Regions from separate parts of the Zea mays genome. Here region 1 is linked to region 2. A link is a contact called in public Hi-C data. All regions are on one chromosome and are shown on one strand. The core of a region is the stretch at or near the end of the contact, and the rest is flanking DNA. Distances in the headings are between cores, read along the strand shown.

Evidence for each region. Hi-C and Micro-C count contacts between places; a contact is called where the count stands out from the background.
Region 1: a contact with region 2 is called in a Hi-C map of ear, with 3 times the contacts expected there. The contact joins the enhancer-like site here to the promoter of LOC100281703 in region 2. A contact is called at or near these places in 3 of 25 Hi-C or Micro-C datasets (ear, endosperm and tassel).

What each region holds. Positions count from the first base shown.
Region 1 is chr4:92,621,159-92,626,735 of Zm-B73-REFERENCE-NAM-5.0, reverse strand. It overlaps the pseudogene LOC103653512. Among protein-coding and RNA genes, the nearest start is that of LOC100192508, 11 kb to the left of the region's middle. Within about 2 kb of position 4,150, at least 16 of the 20 cell types and tissues checked have an H3K27ac peak or open chromatin away from gene starts, as enhancers often do. A contact at or near this core is called in ear, endosperm and tassel, where this site is marked.
Region 2 is chr4:92,046,737-92,051,965 of Zm-B73-REFERENCE-NAM-5.0, reverse strand. It overlaps LOC100281703, which reads left to right and starts at 3,154. Exons shown (of 9, transcript NM_001154623.2): 1 at 3,154-3,483; 2 at 3,581-3,643; 3 at 4,040-4,130; 4 at 4,331-4,407. The coding sequence starts at 3,304.

The sequences.
Region 1 (5,577 bases), core at 2,901-5,400, 570 kb before region 2:
TTCGACCACGAAATTGCAAGTAAATTAATACTAATAAACATTTAATAGAAGATAATCTCAAGTTTCCACATAAAAATGGTAAAGTGAAGTATTGATTATGTTGAAACTTGGATACTTAGAGTGATTTCACGTGTAACTCACACAATAAGTGGAAATAAAATAGAAGAAACGTTGACATCATGTGGATTTTATGGTCCCATTATTTTTTATGACTATATGTGGCCATATGTTGTACCTTCGTATAATTTCATAGATTCATGAGGCTATCTATACATTATTAATTTCTTTCTACATAAAATCATCAAAATATAATTAAAATTCATAAATACACTAGTTTTGATCCAAAATTGCAAAAAGCTTACCAAAACAAATAAACATTCTATTCAAATAAAACCTCAACACTACAAGAGACACAGTCATTTTCGGCGGCCAGAAGCCGCCGAAAATAAGGCCTTTGCCGCCGAAAATAAGCTATTTTCGGCGGTTTTAGGCTTATTTTCGGTGGTTTCTGGCCGCCAAAAAAAATCAGCCGAAAATAAGCCTTTATTTTCGGCGGCCAGGTCCTTATTTTCGGCGGCCAAGCCCTGGCCGCCGAAAATAAGCTTGGCCGCCGAAAATGGTGCATAGTGCTGTTGTGCAAGTCGCGGCGTGAAAATGATAAGTGAAATATTAATTATGTTGAAACTTCGATACATAAAATGATTTCACGTGTAACTCACGCAATAAATGGGAGCGGAATGGAAGAAACACCAACATCTTGTGGATTTTATAGTCCAAATGTTTTTGAGAACTATATGTGGATATATGTTGTGTCCCCGTAAAAATTCATGAATTTTTTAGACTATTTGGTGTATTATTAATTTCTTGTTGTAGAAAATCATTAAAATATAATTAAATTCATAAAAATATTGTAGCGTCGACCGGAAATTGCAAATAAGTTACCAATATTAATAAATAGTTTATAAAAAGATAATCCTAAGTTCCCACATGGATAGAATCTTAAGTCCCCACATGAAAATGATAAAGTTTATTATTTTGATATAAATTTAAACATTATTTCAATGATTTTGGCCTAAAGATATGTTTAAACAAAAATGTGTTGTACTACAAAGTTATAGATCTCTTCGAGCTCTACAATTTTCATATAAAATTTATCTTCATCCGATTTCATATGTAAAAGTTATGATTTTATAACTATATTATTATGCAGAAAAAGAAAAAACGGGTACCCGAATTCCGGGTACCCGTATCCGACCCGAATATCCGGGTATTTACCGGGTAGTACTCGCTCCGTATCCGACCCGAATCCGAAGCTGTACTATCCGGGTATTACCCGTATCCGTCCCGAATATAAAAATACCCGTATCCGTATCCGAAAAATGGTCCCGAATCAGTACCCGTATCCGGTACCCGTTTCGGGTACCCTACCCGTTTTCACCCCTATTTAAGGCCATGTCAGTCTCCTAAAGGGCCTACATTAAGAATCAGAGGGAGTATTAAGGACAGGAGTTAGAGCACAAAAAGAGAAGCAGATGTGAGAAATATCACCTCGAAGCCCACATCATAGGTAAATATGATTTCCTTTCCAGCTTCAACCTCCTGAGGAGTATCTGAGTTTACCACAAGCTTGCTGGCATGAGGGTCACATGTGATTAAACGAGTGGTTTTATCATTCCACGGCCCTTCAAACTGGTGGTTGATACTGGCACAAGAAATTTAACGAAGGTGTATAAGTGAGTGAACAAGATAGTGTCAGCGTGTAAAAGACATCATACCAATAAATATGGCAAACATAACTAAAACAAACCTGAATGGCTTGACCTCAAATCCAACAATTCTAGAGAGATCTGTAGTTTCATCCTTGTGGTATTTCACTAAAAATGTCAAGTGGTTGTGGATAAAGGATTTCTCATCCTTGTTCTGTAACATATATATTTTATAATAAGATAGCTACACCCTCTCAAGAGAAAAAAAAAGGAGACCTACACACTGTTAAAAGTAAAACACCAGCTGAGCACACGAACTTACACCAGCATATTGGCCCTTGACACCCAGCCTGGTAAACAGTAGCACCCCTATCCTGCCTTGCAATAGAAACAACTAGTGGGAGGTTGTCAAGAATCCTGTGAAGAAAATTCATCATGTAACTACAGCCTTTTTCATGCAATCAAAATTACAGTGCCACGTATAAAATCCTTACATGTTCACCCGATACTCATCCTCTATCTTTTCCTTGAGCTCCTTTGTTTGTTTATCATCAATTTTTGTTTTGCAAATAATCTGGCACATCTTGGGCTCCCCCATCTCAAACTATAGCACAAACGAGAAACAACAAAGTAGATAACAGCTCAGTGATTTAATACATTACAAATTACAAAGGTGAATATGTGACTAGCAGTAATCTAGTACTGACCACATAAGGAGAGTTCTCAATGCGATCACCACGCAGAACTTCTCCAAGATTCTCTGCACTGTCAACTATCATGTTTGGCTTGCAAAAAGGAAGAGAGTAATACGAGTAGGGAAGTTGTGTCTTTGTTGATGTCAGCTTATTCACCTTCACCAAAAGTGGATCTTTCTGCAGAAAATTATCTATGAACCAGTTAGAGAACATGCAAAACATATTTCAGTAAATAAAAGGCTACAAGTTAAGAAGGAAATGCAAAACATCATAAGAAGGATAAATCATTTTCCCCATAGCTCAAAAGATTGAAACACACACACCATTTTACATTTGTTTCTCTAAACATAACTACTAGCACACATACATACTTAAGGATATTAAAATAATGGGTTGTCATCAATTCATCATCAGAAGCAGAAGTGAATTAATTAGCATGATGCATGAGAAACATATGACTGTACGGCAATGACTATTGTGCAATCAGGCCTTATGTGCAAGTGAGCATTCTGGTCCGTTAGATCACGACTCAACCATATGTTACATTTAACACTAACTCTTCCACCACCAGCTCACGTAGATTTATAAAAAAACCTCTAACAAACCACATTTATATCTACAGTTGGATCATGATCTAACGAAACAGAATGCTCACTTGCACGCTTGCACATAATGCCTGGTTGCATATTAGTTGTCGCCATGACGGTAACACACAAGTGTAGATCCACATGTTACACCAGGCAACAAGGAACAATGGAAACAGAAGTGAAAAAAATGGTTTGGTATACAATGGCTTATTGTTAAAGAAAACATCACCTGCAGCTGCCAAGTTCGAACTATAAGTATCATGTATACAATGAAACATATGAAATTCACCTTCTGAGATCAAGTGGAGCATTTACTGTATGTACAAAAATTTGAAAAACTGCATATCTTGAATACGAGTGAGTACAGATTTGAGTGTATCTGGGTGCAGACTGTTGTGTGATCTGCAGATTTTAAACACATCTGGGCACAGACTCTGGCATACTCACCGCACAATTTTCTTATTTAAAGTTTCAAGTACACGAATACAGACACTAGATCAACTATAGTTTTCAGTTATTTATAGGGGGAAAAGTTGTTGCCTCGTCATTGAGATTTGAAGCAAGGGACCTAGCCAAAAGTGAATGCCAGTGGTGAAGAATTCCATGTGCACCCCGATCAAATGTCAGGGAGCAACTGAAGTGGTGGTACGTCATTAGCACTAAGCAGCACCGTGCAGAAATGAAACGACAGGCACGCAATTCGTCAGATTACACCAGTGCGCACAGAAGCGCCAACGTATTATCATGTTAGGTGAGTGAACAGCGTGTGCCACCCGAAACGACACAAGACTAGTAAGAGAAGAGTAAGGGAGCGAGCGAGAGCTGCAGAACCCTGAGATCCCAAACACCACCGCTCGCATCCAACTCGATAGACACCAAACTATGGATCTGGCCGTCGAGATCCAACGAGAAAGGGTGGGGAGAACCATTACGTTACGAGGAAGATGGGAATGAGTGAAGGGAACTGACTTTGTGGAAGTCATTGGGCGCCACGCCAGGGAGGTAGAAGGCGGCAGCCGGCAAGGCAACGAGGAACGCTGCGAGCGCCGCCGCGGCCCAGCGGTGCATCGCCGGCGCTCGCATCGGTCGGGGTTGGATCTGAGTCGGAGTCGGAGGTGATCCCTCGCAGTCACAGTACACTGGCAGTCCGGCACTGGCAGGGAGGCTCTCTATGCCTTTTTTAGACTGACTCTCTCTGTGCTGTGGCCCTTCTCTGATGTCTCAACTCTGAACGAGAAATGGTGAACGGGCCAGACAGAATTTGGGCGGATGCATGGAACAGGCTTGCGTTCAAGGAAGCTCAAATCGGCTTTGCGCGGCTCGTACATGCTTAACTGCATATCGTCGTGACACTATTTTGCGCTATAGAATAGAGTGAATCTATAATCTATAACATTATATAATCTATCTGTTGAGCACACAAAAGAGCTGTGGGGCCAGACGGTCCGCGGTTCGAACGGTCCACGATAGTGGCGCGGACGGTCCGCACGTGCGCAGAATCAGTTAGGGTTTCGAGTTTTTTTGCAAGATTTGTTATCTAAAGCCACGGAATTAGCTCGGGAAACGATTTGTAACGGATCCAGATGTAACACCTCAAGTGTTACCCAGGCACCAGCTTCATATAGGCACTGATGACTTGTTATCACATGTGGTTAATTAGAGGAGAAGGAGCACCTAAAACCTTGAAAACATGGGTTAGCTAAGAAATGATAATGACAAAAGCTTTACCCAAACATTTTGAACAATTGTCATCTTGAGCCAAGTAGGTTAAAACCCTAAGACCCCTAAGGGCACTAAACTTCCAAGCAAGGGATCAGTGGATAAGTTAATCAAGTTGCCAAATCTTGATTTTAATCCTTAACCAAAGTTTAAGTAACATTATAACCTACAAAATGCAGAGGGGAAACATTACAAAAAGACCCCTTAAAGACCCCAAATCCACTCCTTAAGTAGAGAGCACACTAGAGCTCTCTAATCTTCTCTAAGTCAAAATTTAACCCTAATCTAAAGATAAGATGTGTTCACTTAGTAAATGACGCCAAAACCACTTGGTCTAAATACCAAAAAGGTGCCAAACCACCTAAGAGACCCACTGGAAAAATTTGAACACGAGCCAAATTCGTTTGACTTGATTTGGCATCACTTTTGTCGCGGAGTGGACTGGGAGACAAGCCAGATTTGGCATCCGCAAATCTCCCTACCTAGGGCATATCTGCCATTGGAACTCACATACAAGAGACAGACCTAGGTGCCAGGAGGAGGCCTGCACCGGATTTTTGCCAAGATTCGCACGTTTGCGATCTCGGCAAGCTTTTGAACATGGGCAGAAGAACACCTCCACGTGTTCGACGCGCCCTGAACGCGCCAGAGCACGCCCAGCACCCGACCCCGCGCGCCCCGCGCCGCGCCAAGCCACGCCCGTGTCCCCTGCCCGCGCCCGCGCCTATAAAGCCAGCCAGGGCTTCAGTCGTATGCCCCCGCGTGCTCTCGACCTCACCGGAGCAAGAGATCGCCGGAGTTGCCCTGTACACGACGTGGCACCGGCCGCCCGAGCACTCGCCGCCGTAGACCGGCCAGTAGAGCCATTCC
Region 2 (5,229 bases), core at 1,905-4,404:
TTACATTCTCGTGCTTATCATGTCCTTAACCTGGAGAGTAACCACATTATGGAGACTAGTGAGGTCACATTCGATGAGACTGCACATTATCCATCTCTTGTCTTTAAGCCTGCAGATCCAGATCAGATGGGACAAACCATCTTTGTAGAGGAGGAGCACGACGACGTCGATTGGGTTGCTCCTGAGCTGACCCCACTGGCTACCCCAGGCAAACCTGCTTCCACTACTTCGGCTGATGGACCCGACCCCACTTCTTCCACCACCTGGGGCCCGCTCGAGCTAGCTCCTGCTGAGACTAGAGGAGTTGAGGCTACTGTTGAGGGGGAGGTCACTTCCTCAAGGGAGGCTCCATAGCACATTCAACACCGTCACCCACCTCAACAGATGATTGGGGTGCTTCACGAGCGAGTCACTCGCTCCAGGTCACAACAAATTTCTTATTTTGCTCACTCAGCTTTTGTTGCTACTTTTGAGCCCCAAGATGTTGGACATGCTTTATCTGATCCTAACTGGGTTAATCCATGCATGAGGAGCTTGAAATTTTTGAAAGAAATCGGGTTTGGGTTTCGGTGCCACCTCCTTCTAACTGTCATCCCATCGATACCAAATGGGTTTTCAAAAACAAATAGAGTGAGGATGGTTTGTAGTGAGAAACAAGGTGAGGTTGGTTGCCCAAGTGTATTGCCAAAAAGAGGGAATTGATTATGAGGAAACCTATGCCCCTGTTGCCCGTTTAGAGGCCATTAGGATCCTTTTAGCCTTTGCTGCTTTAAAGGGTTTCAAGCTTTTTCAAATGGATGTCAAAAGTGCCTTCTTAAATGGGTATATAGAGGAAGAGGTGTATGTGAGACAACCCCCTAGTTTTTAGAGTTGCAAGTTTCCTAACTATGTCTTTAAACTCCAAAAAGCTTTGTATGGTTTGAAACAAGCCCCTAGAGCCTGGTATGAGCGTTTGAAATCTTTTCTACTTTCGAAGGGTTTTAAAATGGGCTCTGTGGACAAAACTCTTTTTCTCCTCAAGCATGATAATGACACCCTCTTAGTCCAGATTTACGTGGATGATATCATCTTTGGTGGTTCTTCTCATGCTCTTGTGTCTAGATTTTTAGATCTTATGAGCAGGGAATTTGAGATGAGCATGATGGGCGAGATGAACTTCTTTCTTGGGCTGCAAATCAAGCAGACCCAAAATGACACCTTTGTGCATCAAGACAAGTATACAAAGGACGTCCTGAAGAAGTTTGACATGGACGAGGGCAAGCCTCTTTCAACACCTATGTCCACCTCATCGACGCTTGACACTGATGAGGACGACGAACCCGTGGACCAGAAGGAGTACATGATCTTGATTGACTCTCTCATGTACTTGACTGTGACGAGGCTGGACATACACTTTGCAGTGTGTCTGTGCGTTCGTTTCTAGACTTCCCCACGCACATCTCACAAAAGGTTGTGAAGCGGATTATGAGGTACCTACGTTTCACTCCTGAGTTTGGTTTGTAGTATTCCTCATGGTCTGTTCTGTATTTGTGTGGTTACTGTGATGCTGATTTTGCGGGTTGCCGTTTGGAGCGCAAGTCTACTTCTGGGACTTGTCAGTTTTTGAGGATTTTGTTGGTTTCATGGTCTTCTCGAAAACAGTCTAGTGTTGCCCTATCTACTATAGAGGCCAGAATATGCCTTATCAACGTCAGACATCAACTGCTTCTCCTGGTCACAACATCCTCCTCATGAAGCACTAAGAAAAAATAAAACAAAAAAATAATATGATTAGTTTATATCCCTTGTGAAAAAATAACTGAGAATAAAACTAGAAAAATCTAGAAAAAAACACAAGAGTGTGAATATGGGATGGTAGAAAAAACAAGAAACGAAACGAGACGGACAAGGACTCACCGTCCGCTAGTTGTTGGTCTTCTCCACTTGCAGAGCGCGGCACCGAGTATGGATCTAGGACGAGAAGTAGACGAGCGATGATGATAAGAGTAGAATCCAATCCATCCAAGTGTGGACAAGGCCGTTCCTGACTTTTCAGGGGCCTAGTGTGAAATCCGATATGGATACCCCATCCACACACAAATATATATAATTATACAAATATTATCAAATATTTGACGTATAAAATTATTATGCACTGTTTTGAAGTTTATAAGATAACAAATGTAAAATATAGTAAAAAAACACTTACTTGTTATCTGATATCATTAATAATATCTTCTAACATTTTATGATACAAAGTCATCGTTTATATCATTGAGATCAATCTCATCCAACAATTTTTTTCGATATATAGAATCACCAAGCCATTTAACATCTCTTGAGTTATTGTTGGCCATAAATAGTTCACAAAAATATTTCAATTTTTAAAAGCTCCTCTCTGCCGATGCAATCATCATATGTATAGTAAATAGTACTATCTCTATATCAAAATAAAATTTGTTTTGCTTCTTTAGTGAATTCATCATCATCTAGTTGAATATAAACATAAAAATCAAGAGTTAAAACAAAATACTATTTTGAAACAGATAGAGTATTCGATAAGTAATTGAGACATTAACTTAATAATCTAAATGAGACTGGTCGATAGCGCAATCGGTCTTTACATATTTATGTCTAGAATAGATAGATTTAATAGAAAAAAGTGCTAGCTTCTATTGGCTAGGTGTCCCTCCGTTTTTTGGGGCCTGGTGCGGCCGCACCTTCCCCACCCCAGATACGGCGTTGAGCGTGGATCTATAAGATTCTCCAAGATGTGGCGTGATGCTTCGAGATGTTGTGGTGCTCAGTGATGTGCTAGGCGGGGTAGCGTGCGGATGACTGCGGGTGACGGCACTGAGGCAGGTGATGGTGGTGGGTGAGGGCGTTCACAGATTAAGCAGAGGCGAAGACGATCCAAGAAGTGGAGCCCTATCTCTATCAAACGTGGTGTAAGGAAACCTGTACGTAACCCTTCCAAACGGGCAGCTGGACGTGTTTTTTTATCGGTGGACCGCCCGTCCGGTTTCGGTGTTCCCAAAAGAAGCGCATAATTTGATCATGGATAGGTTCTCGTAACAAAATGTTTTTTTTCTGGATTCCGAAGGAAAAAGGACGAACAGAGAACCCGTGTTTTAACTTTTTTGTTTACACACCCGCCGTACAGTGATGTATGCTGTAGTACCACCATCCTTTCCTCTAGAGTTCAAAAATCTACTGATCTAGAGGCGGGCCGGCCTCCCATGCCGCCACCGCCGCCTCCAGGACCACCTCACCAGCGCCGTCGCCGCGGCGCTTCTTCGCAGCTTCGCCCTCTGGCCGTGGGATATGGTCCAGTCACGGCGGCGCAGCGGCAACTACCGTTGCCCGCGCCGCGCCGCACTGCCGGCGGCAGCGCTCCTGCTCTTCCTCCTCGCCGCCGTCGCGCTGCTCTACGTCTCCCCGCCGCCGCTCGCAGACCACCCCGTGCTCGCTTCCTCCCGCCGCCGCCGCTCGGCCCATACCTTGGTATCGCATCGCACTAGTAACCTAGCCGCCTCTGCTTTTTTTTTCCCTTCACATCTCTCGATCTAACCTATCTTGCTTTATGCTCTCGCTCGCTCAGCTGAACAGCTCCGGCGCCGGTAGCATGGAGGAGTTCGAGCGCCGCGAGATTTCCCGTGCTCCGGTAAGTATGCCCTTTTCCGGTTAGACCGAGTGCAGCAGATCTCACTAGCCTTTATCCTGTTTATATTAGTAAAGTTGTGAGTTCAACACTCTGGATTACCCTTTTGATTTGTAGGTAAATGAATTGGGTGCCACATCATGTGCCATTTTTCAGCAAATTAGACTGTGACAAGCTATTGGTTTTTCTTGTTATTTTGGTTCTAGACGAGTGAAATTCGCTTCCTCTAATACATGTTTGAGCTTAACTGGATTTTATTTATGTTGCCATAAAATTATTTCGATATGCATGCCCTTTATCTTCAGAGTTCCTGCATCATGATTTGGTTGCTTTCCTAAGGCATGTGAAATTTAATTTTATTTTTATAATTGATGAGTTTATTACAACTTTAAAATGTAGACGAATGGTTCGGCCGTCAGGGATGACCTTTGGGGTTCAAAGCTTGCTAGCAAATTTTATGGGTGCAGCAACTCAAGCAGCAGGTTTCTTGGTAGGCAAACTTTTTAAAATCCACTGTTGGTAGAAATTTGGTGAAACTGCATTGGACAATTTTATTTGTTCCACAGTTCTACAAGGCTACAAATGCTAGGTGTTTAGTTGTAATTAATGCTTTTGAGATTCGGGAAATAGTTTTGACTGCATCTTTTGTTAAATTTTACCTGAAGCAGTTTTTGTTTCAAAATTGTGTAGACTCAAATATTACTACCCAACCAGAGCGCTATTTGATGATTGTTACAAGTGGAGGCCTGAATCAACAGAGAACAGGGGTAAGTGTATTCTAATTGTTTGTTTCCCATAAATAATATGCACATGGATTGACAGGAGTGTAGGACAAAGCATGTGGTACAACCTTGTTATACATGTTTATGCACTACTTTATAGTTTCATTGTCCTCTATTACAGTAAACCCTTGAAACTCTTTGAGTTTGTACAAGAATCTGCTCCATATTCTAGGATTCTTTTCCGATATCTCCCTGGGTATCTAGACTCTGAAGTAATGCAGCAAATATATTGTCAAGTGGCTAAACTAATACTAGATTCATCTAATGCACAAAGAAGCTAATGTTTTGTATCTTTTTATGGTCTGCCAGCTTTCTTTTGTTCATAAAGTTTGGAAGGATGTTTTTTTTTCAGGCAACACATTACGCCAATATGAATATGTCATGGCCCATATCCATAAACAGAATTAACAGTGCAAACTTGGATCATATCCTTTTATGGATTATGTACTCTTTAACTTAGAACGTACTCCTTCCTATCCCAAATATAACTCCATCTAGCCTTGTCCCAACACCAAATATAAATCAATGGTAACTTCAGTGCATCTGTTTGCTTCATTCTTTCATGTCTACCCCTTATTAAATGAACACTAATCAATGCAGTACACTTACCACTCATCTTAACTCTAGCAATGATTGATGAACAATGTAGTCATTGTAATTCACCTTAATTTTTGCATTAGAAATCACCAGCTGATACTTATAATATCCATATTGTTGCTTAGAAGTATAGTGTCAATCCTTTTGAGTCCTGACCAGTGCCTGGGGACATGTTGAAGCCTTGAAATTTGAGACCTGCCTCTCAATTTA